Regions from separate parts of the Mus musculus genome. Here region 1 is linked to region 2. The links are chromatin contacts, called in public HiChIP or PLAC-seq maps. All regions are on one chromosome and are shown on one strand. The core of a region is the stretch at or near the end of the contact, and the rest is flanking DNA. Distances in the headings are between cores, read along the strand shown.

The links. HiChIP or PLAC-seq counts read pairs in DNA pulled down with a chosen protein or histone mark.
Region 1: an H3K27ac HiChIP or PLAC-seq map of acute myeloid leukemia shows a contact between it and region 2, with 6 times the contacts expected there. The contact joins two enhancer-like sites. A contact is called at or near these places in 3 of 15 datasets of contacts at CTCF or cohesin (embryonic stem cells, large pre-B cells and stem cell-derived epiblast-like cells), 1 of 484 Hi-C or Micro-C datasets (nephron progenitors) and 14 of 115 datasets of contacts at active chromatin or transcription factors (the 230-238 cell line, acute myeloid leukemia, craniofacial prominence and 9 more).

What each region holds. Positions count from the first base shown.
Region 1 is chr13:38,016,684-38,019,607 of GRCm38.p6, forward strand. It overlaps Cage1 (cancer antigen 1), which reads right to left. Exons shown (of 13, transcript NM_027724.2): 6 at 2,484-2,630; 7 at 614-724. Among named protein-coding and RNA genes, the nearest start is that of Cage1, 19 kb to the right of the region's middle. Within about 2 kb of position 1,353, at least 7 of the 459 cell types and tissues checked have an H3K27ac peak or open chromatin away from gene starts, as enhancers often do. A contact at or near this core is called in acute myeloid leukemia, where this site is marked.
Region 2 is chr13:37,451,133-37,453,832 of GRCm38.p6, forward strand. No RefSeq gene overlaps it. Among named protein-coding and RNA genes, the nearest start is that of Gm4035, 17 kb to the left of the region's middle. Within about 2 kb of position 1,434, at least 268 of the 459 cell types and tissues checked have an H3K27ac peak or open chromatin away from gene starts, as enhancers often do. A contact at or near this core is called in acute myeloid leukemia, where this site is marked.

The DNA.
Region 1 (2,924 bases), core at 103-2,602, 570 kb after region 2:
CTGGAACCCTGCATCGTCTGGGGTGTCTACTGCCCCTCCAAAGGATGACTCACTGTTTAGACTGAACACCTGCCTGCTTTCTGGTGGGTGGGACTTTGGTACATGACTCCCTCAATACAACTTCTATGGACAAGTGGTTTTACTGAACTGGCAGATGGCCCTTCACCCTGTGATCACTATTTAGTGCAGGGGAACTGATGCGCAGCTTTTGTGACTCCTCCAAGACACATGGAACCCTGGCTGCTTTCTCTTGGCCGCCTTTTGGTATAAGACATCCTAGTTAGCTGAATGCTGAGTCCCGTTCAGTCCACGGAGTTCGTGGTGGAAAGCAAGAACCAACTCCTGAGACTCCGGGTGTCCTGGCTCCCATTCCTAGCTACTGAGCCATCTCATCAACCCCATGTGAATGAAACTTTCCAATGGAGATTTAAGTTGTAAATAAGTCAAATGTTAGATATCGGATCTACTTCTAAAAGGCACAATTTAAGCTAGTCTGGTCCCCAAGCACTTTTTAAACAAATCCAGAACTTTAGGAGCAACCGTTGTTCTGTGATGTTTTAGCTAGCTCTTCCCAGTAAACTGAATCAGGTTTTAGAAAAGAAGAACACAGTACCTCTTTATCTAAGTCCTTCTTTTTAAGCTGACAGTCCTTCAGTCTTTGCAGCATTATGTCATTAGCTTTCTTACTCTCTTGGCAAAGCTCAGCATCAGGCGTGGCAAGGTCCTAAGGATAATGGTTTGAGAAACTAGATTGAAAGGTTTTCACTGAAGCTAAAACGGAGGAGGAGGACTGTTTAGAAATAAGGGGCCAAAGAAGGTAAACCACACTGAATCCCATGCTTCAAATGCTCTTCATCACTTCACTAAGAGATAATACAAAAGTTAAGACAAGAGTTAATAGAGTTATTATGTAGATTCACACATGTCCATAGATTGCTAGTAAGAGAGGGTAGTATACTGTTAACCCTCATCTATGATAAATGGATGCTTATATATTCATATGTACATTGCTCCTTAGCCTGGCCAGTTTACATATTCAAACCTGGGATAAATTGGTACCTCTGACACATTAGAAAGGCCAGACATCCTGAACAATATAGCAACTAGGTAGTTCGAGAGTAGCCAGGATGAAGATAACTGTAGCAAGATAACCTAGAGGTCTAATGTCTAAAGGTTTGTGTTGTGTTCTGCTGCTTATCTGTGAAACTTGGGACAAGGAGGTCAGCTCTTGCAAAGCTTGCTTTGTTTTTCTGAGTTAAATGTCTAAATGGCAGGGAATGATGCAAGGTTGACCGGAACATGTCAGGGACAGTAAATGTGGACACTTCCGGGGATGGTCAGGAAGTCAGCAGATACTTGCTGCGAGCTCATTATGGGCTTGATTCTGCATCAGGTACAGAAGAGAGAGTGGGGTGGGAGACATAGAACAGGCAAACAGGAAGTAGTTATTTGAGATGGGGTATGATCCGCTGAGAAGGCGGGTGACATACTGCCCAAGAGCTGAAGGGGTCTACAACCCTATAGGTGGAACAACAATATGAACTAACCAGTACCCCCAGAGCTCGTGTCTCTAGCTGCATATGTAGCAGAAGATGGCCTAGTTGGCCATCATTGGGAAGAGAGGCCCCTTGGTCTAGCAAACTTTATATGCCCCAGTACAGGGGAACGCCAGGGCCAAGAAGTGGGAGTGGGTGGGTAGGGGAACAGGGTGGGGGGAGGGCCTTATTTGACAATCTTGCAAGTACACGCCCTGTTGTATCATTTTTGTTGAATGCAGTTGCTGCCCAGGACAGAAGCAAATGGAGCTCCCCATTAAGGAAACTGGCTGAGACACGTTATGTTCCTTGAACAAGTCACATAGTCACCATATGTAAGGCTGGGATTTGAACTCATTAATACTTCATTTAAAAATTACTCATTTATTCTATCTATGGATATATGGGTTTTTGCCTCCATGTATGTCAGATGCCCACAAAGGCCAGGAGAGTGCTTAGATCCCCTGGAACTGAAATTATAGGCGGTTCTGATCTCCATGTGGATCTTGGGAATCGAACCTGGGTTCTGTGGGATGATGGCTCTTAACTCCTGAGCCACTTCTCCAACACCGTTACTTCATTGTTCATTCTACCAATGTATACAGTTGCTGCCCCCAACTACATTTTAATTAGGCAAGCAACTTATTAATGTGAACACTCACTGAGAGCAGACTGGCTTAGAATAAAAGACAACTACACTGGAAACAGGAAGTACTAGATGGCTAGTTACTATCCTTGTTCCTTACCACTGTATCTTTCCATCTGACTACAATCACTTGTTAGTACTGAACATCAAAGATAAGCAGCTCGAAGCCTGAAGCCTGGGGAGCAGCTAGAGGTCTGACTCTGTCTTTCCTTCTCCTGCGACTTAATCCTGCTACCTTTCACAGCCTCTCTCAGTTCACTCCAGCTCAAGTATTTGCTTGATTTCTTTATTTTGTTTTTTACCTGACACGTGAGAAGTCCTATTCTCAGGGCCAAAAGGCTGTGAATTCCAGAGGCCAGCGGAGAAGTTTTCTTCAGAGGTTGGAGCTCCAGGTTTTCTTTACAAGAAGAGCGATTCAGGAACAAATTACAATGTGTCCCCTTTGTCTCCTACATGTGCACAATTCGGATTTATCATCATAAAGTCAAAGGACCCAAGTTAGTGTTTAAACAAAACACTGGTGAAACACTATCTTAAAGCTCTGAGCAATGGTTCTGAGGCATTTTCCCATGGGATACCTTTATAATCTTAAAATTTATTGAGAAACACAAAGCAAACTTTAAAAAAAAAACCACTGAGGACCAGATTAGTTATATTAGAAATTATAACAGGACACTTTTAGATTGTTTACAAATTCATTTGGCTAACAATCCATTATGTCTCAACATAAATAGACCTTTTAT
Region 2 (2,700 bases), core at 184-2,683:
TGCTGTGGCTTAGCTGTGTGTCACCCAAAAGGCTGCTGTATTGGAAGCTTGGTCTCCAGCTTGAGTTAATAATTGAAAGTGGTGAAATCTTTAAGAGGTGGATCCTGATAGGCAGTTAAGCTGTTGCATGAGGTTATTAGATTTTAGGTGGTTGCTGGTTTGGTTTGGTTTGGTTTGGTTTTTGCTTCCTGGTCACTAGGAGACCGGCAGCTTCATCAGCCACATGCTCAAGTTCAGCAAAACCAAGTGACGATGGACTGAAATCATGGACCAACGTAACCTTTTGCTTGTTATAAATTCATCAGCTCGGGTGCTCTGTGATGGTAATGGAAAGCTGACAGATACACAGATGGTGGTTAAGTGCCGTGTGCTTGTAAGGAGGTTCTAAGGATGTGGCCTTGGATCTGAGCAGCAATGTCTGAGAAAGCAAAACTCATGAGGTAACCAGTCTGAGGACAAACCTGGAATCTAGTCTTCAGCATTGCAAGTCCGATTTCTAGCTTAGTGGCTCAGGGCACTGAATCAGGCTCTTGGCAGGGGTTTTGCACAGCATTGACCCGGCACCCTGTGAGATCAGAAAGGGGAAGTGCTAGGCTGAGACCCATGCAGAGATGAGATGCTCTCATGAAGGAAGTGGGAGGAGAGCTGGCAGCTTGAGGGAGAAGCCAACTTACTGAGAGATGTTTTGTGATTTAGAAAAAGACATAAGGCAATTTTTTTTAATTGAAAAAAAGAGAAAAAGAAAAATCCATTGGTGAGAAAAAGACCAAAATGTACAGAGAAAGAATCAAAGGGGGAGGGGGGGTCATCGTTTCAGAGGAGATGGTCAAGGAGGGTAGAAATCCAGCCATGGGAAGATGTTTATTTTCTAAGAAAGGAGAAGGAGGCAAACTGGGAAATGTGGAGAATGTCAAGGATGGGGGCAGGAAATGCAGGAAGCTCGCAACAGATGGCCTCAATCTTCTAAGTGAGAAAAGAGGCAGCAGTTAGCTGGGTGCCGATGGGAGACTGGACTGGAGGCGTCCCTAATGGCCACGGGGGTCTGGGCTGGGTCCTAGGCTAGCCACAGCTGCACTTCTCAAGCCTGCCTGTAAACGGAGTGGCGAACAGTGTGGCAGTGCAGATTTCCAGACTTCTCCCTCGAGACGTGCATTCTGCAGAACTGGGGTGGCCCGAAATCTATGTCATCAGGTTGGGCTCGGAGAACACTTGCCTCTTTAGAGAAACTGGCCAGTGTGAGAACCGTTGCTCTCAGGAGACCCATAAACAACTGGGAAGCGCGACCCTGAGGGATCGCTTTGAATCCCTGCCTCCGCCAAACTCCTCCACCAGGAAGCTGTAGGGAAGAAAACCAGAGGTGGGGGTTAACTGTGTGCCTGTGTATCTATCCAGGAGGGAGGAGTCTAACCAGGTCTGCCCTGGAAGGCGAGGTATATCCGGAAGGGAGTGATCTAGCTAAGGCAGCAGAGCCTAGCAAATAGGGTGTGGCCTGGCCAGGGGGGTGGAACTGAGTCAGAAGGCAGAAAACATGGTCTCTAGCACGGGCGGCGAGGGAGTCCAGTGAGGGATGGTGTCTAGCCAGGAAGATGGAACTGAACCAAAGGAGGACAGACAGGTCTATGAAAGAGAACGGTCTCTCCAGAGTGTTGTGTTTGGAAGTCTGGAATGTTGCATTCACCATGCTTGACCTTGGACCACCCATAGCAGAGACCAAAGGCAAGAGAGTTCTGCTAGGCTATGGGCAAAGTCAAGACAGAGGAGCCAGGAGAGATGGAGAAGTGGGGAGGAGATGGAATCTCGGACTTGGGGGATGGGATAGGCAGGTAGTCCCCATCAAGCGAGGGAGGGCATACCCCCATGAGCACACTGCTTAGATCAATTGCATCTTGCTAAGGTAGAAATTTAGTGTAGGGGGAAATTAGATTTATATGGCAATAAACACATTCTACTGATTTGTAAGAAATGGAGAAAAAAGTCACCACCACCACCAGGCAGCATCAAAAGCTCGCAAAGATTTTTCTGAAGCTGTTTCCCAAGATTCATGTCTTTCTATGATGAGGCCCGTTTAAGAAAACGAGCTGAGACGATCCTTTGGCTTAGGAAATGGCTACCTGGCTTGATTCCGCAGACCTTTGGTGGACCTCCTTCCCAGCACCTCTGCCTTATGGCCTCAAGAGGGCGCTGCTCCACTTCCTAAACTCCCCAAAGGCAGCTGATGCCCTTGGGAGGCCTCGCCCTCAGTGTTCCTGCAGACATTTAAAGGGGAACACGCACAGAAAGAGACAAAAAATACAGTTTAACGCCTTAGCCTCTTACACGTGGTCCTCACAGGAACAACGGTAACACCAACTAGGAGCTTGCAGAATACGCCACGCCCCCACCACTGCCCCGACAGGCTTCTGTTTGAAATTATCAACATCTTAACGAGGTTCTCCTGGGACCTCTCTATACAAATCCACTTTAGAGAAGCAATGGCCTCGCCAACAAGGTGCTATTTCTTGATTATCTGCCCTTTCTTCTCCCCACCCCCCACCCCCCAACAACTTGGGCACTGCCTCTATAGCAGCCATCCCCAAGAACATTCTCTCAGACCTTACCACAGCTTAAACTCAACATTTAGTCTGTCCTTTCCAAGAGGAAGGTGCTTCATTTTAAGAAGCTAGGGTTTTGTTTTGGTTTTTTGTTTCTGTTTTTGTTTTT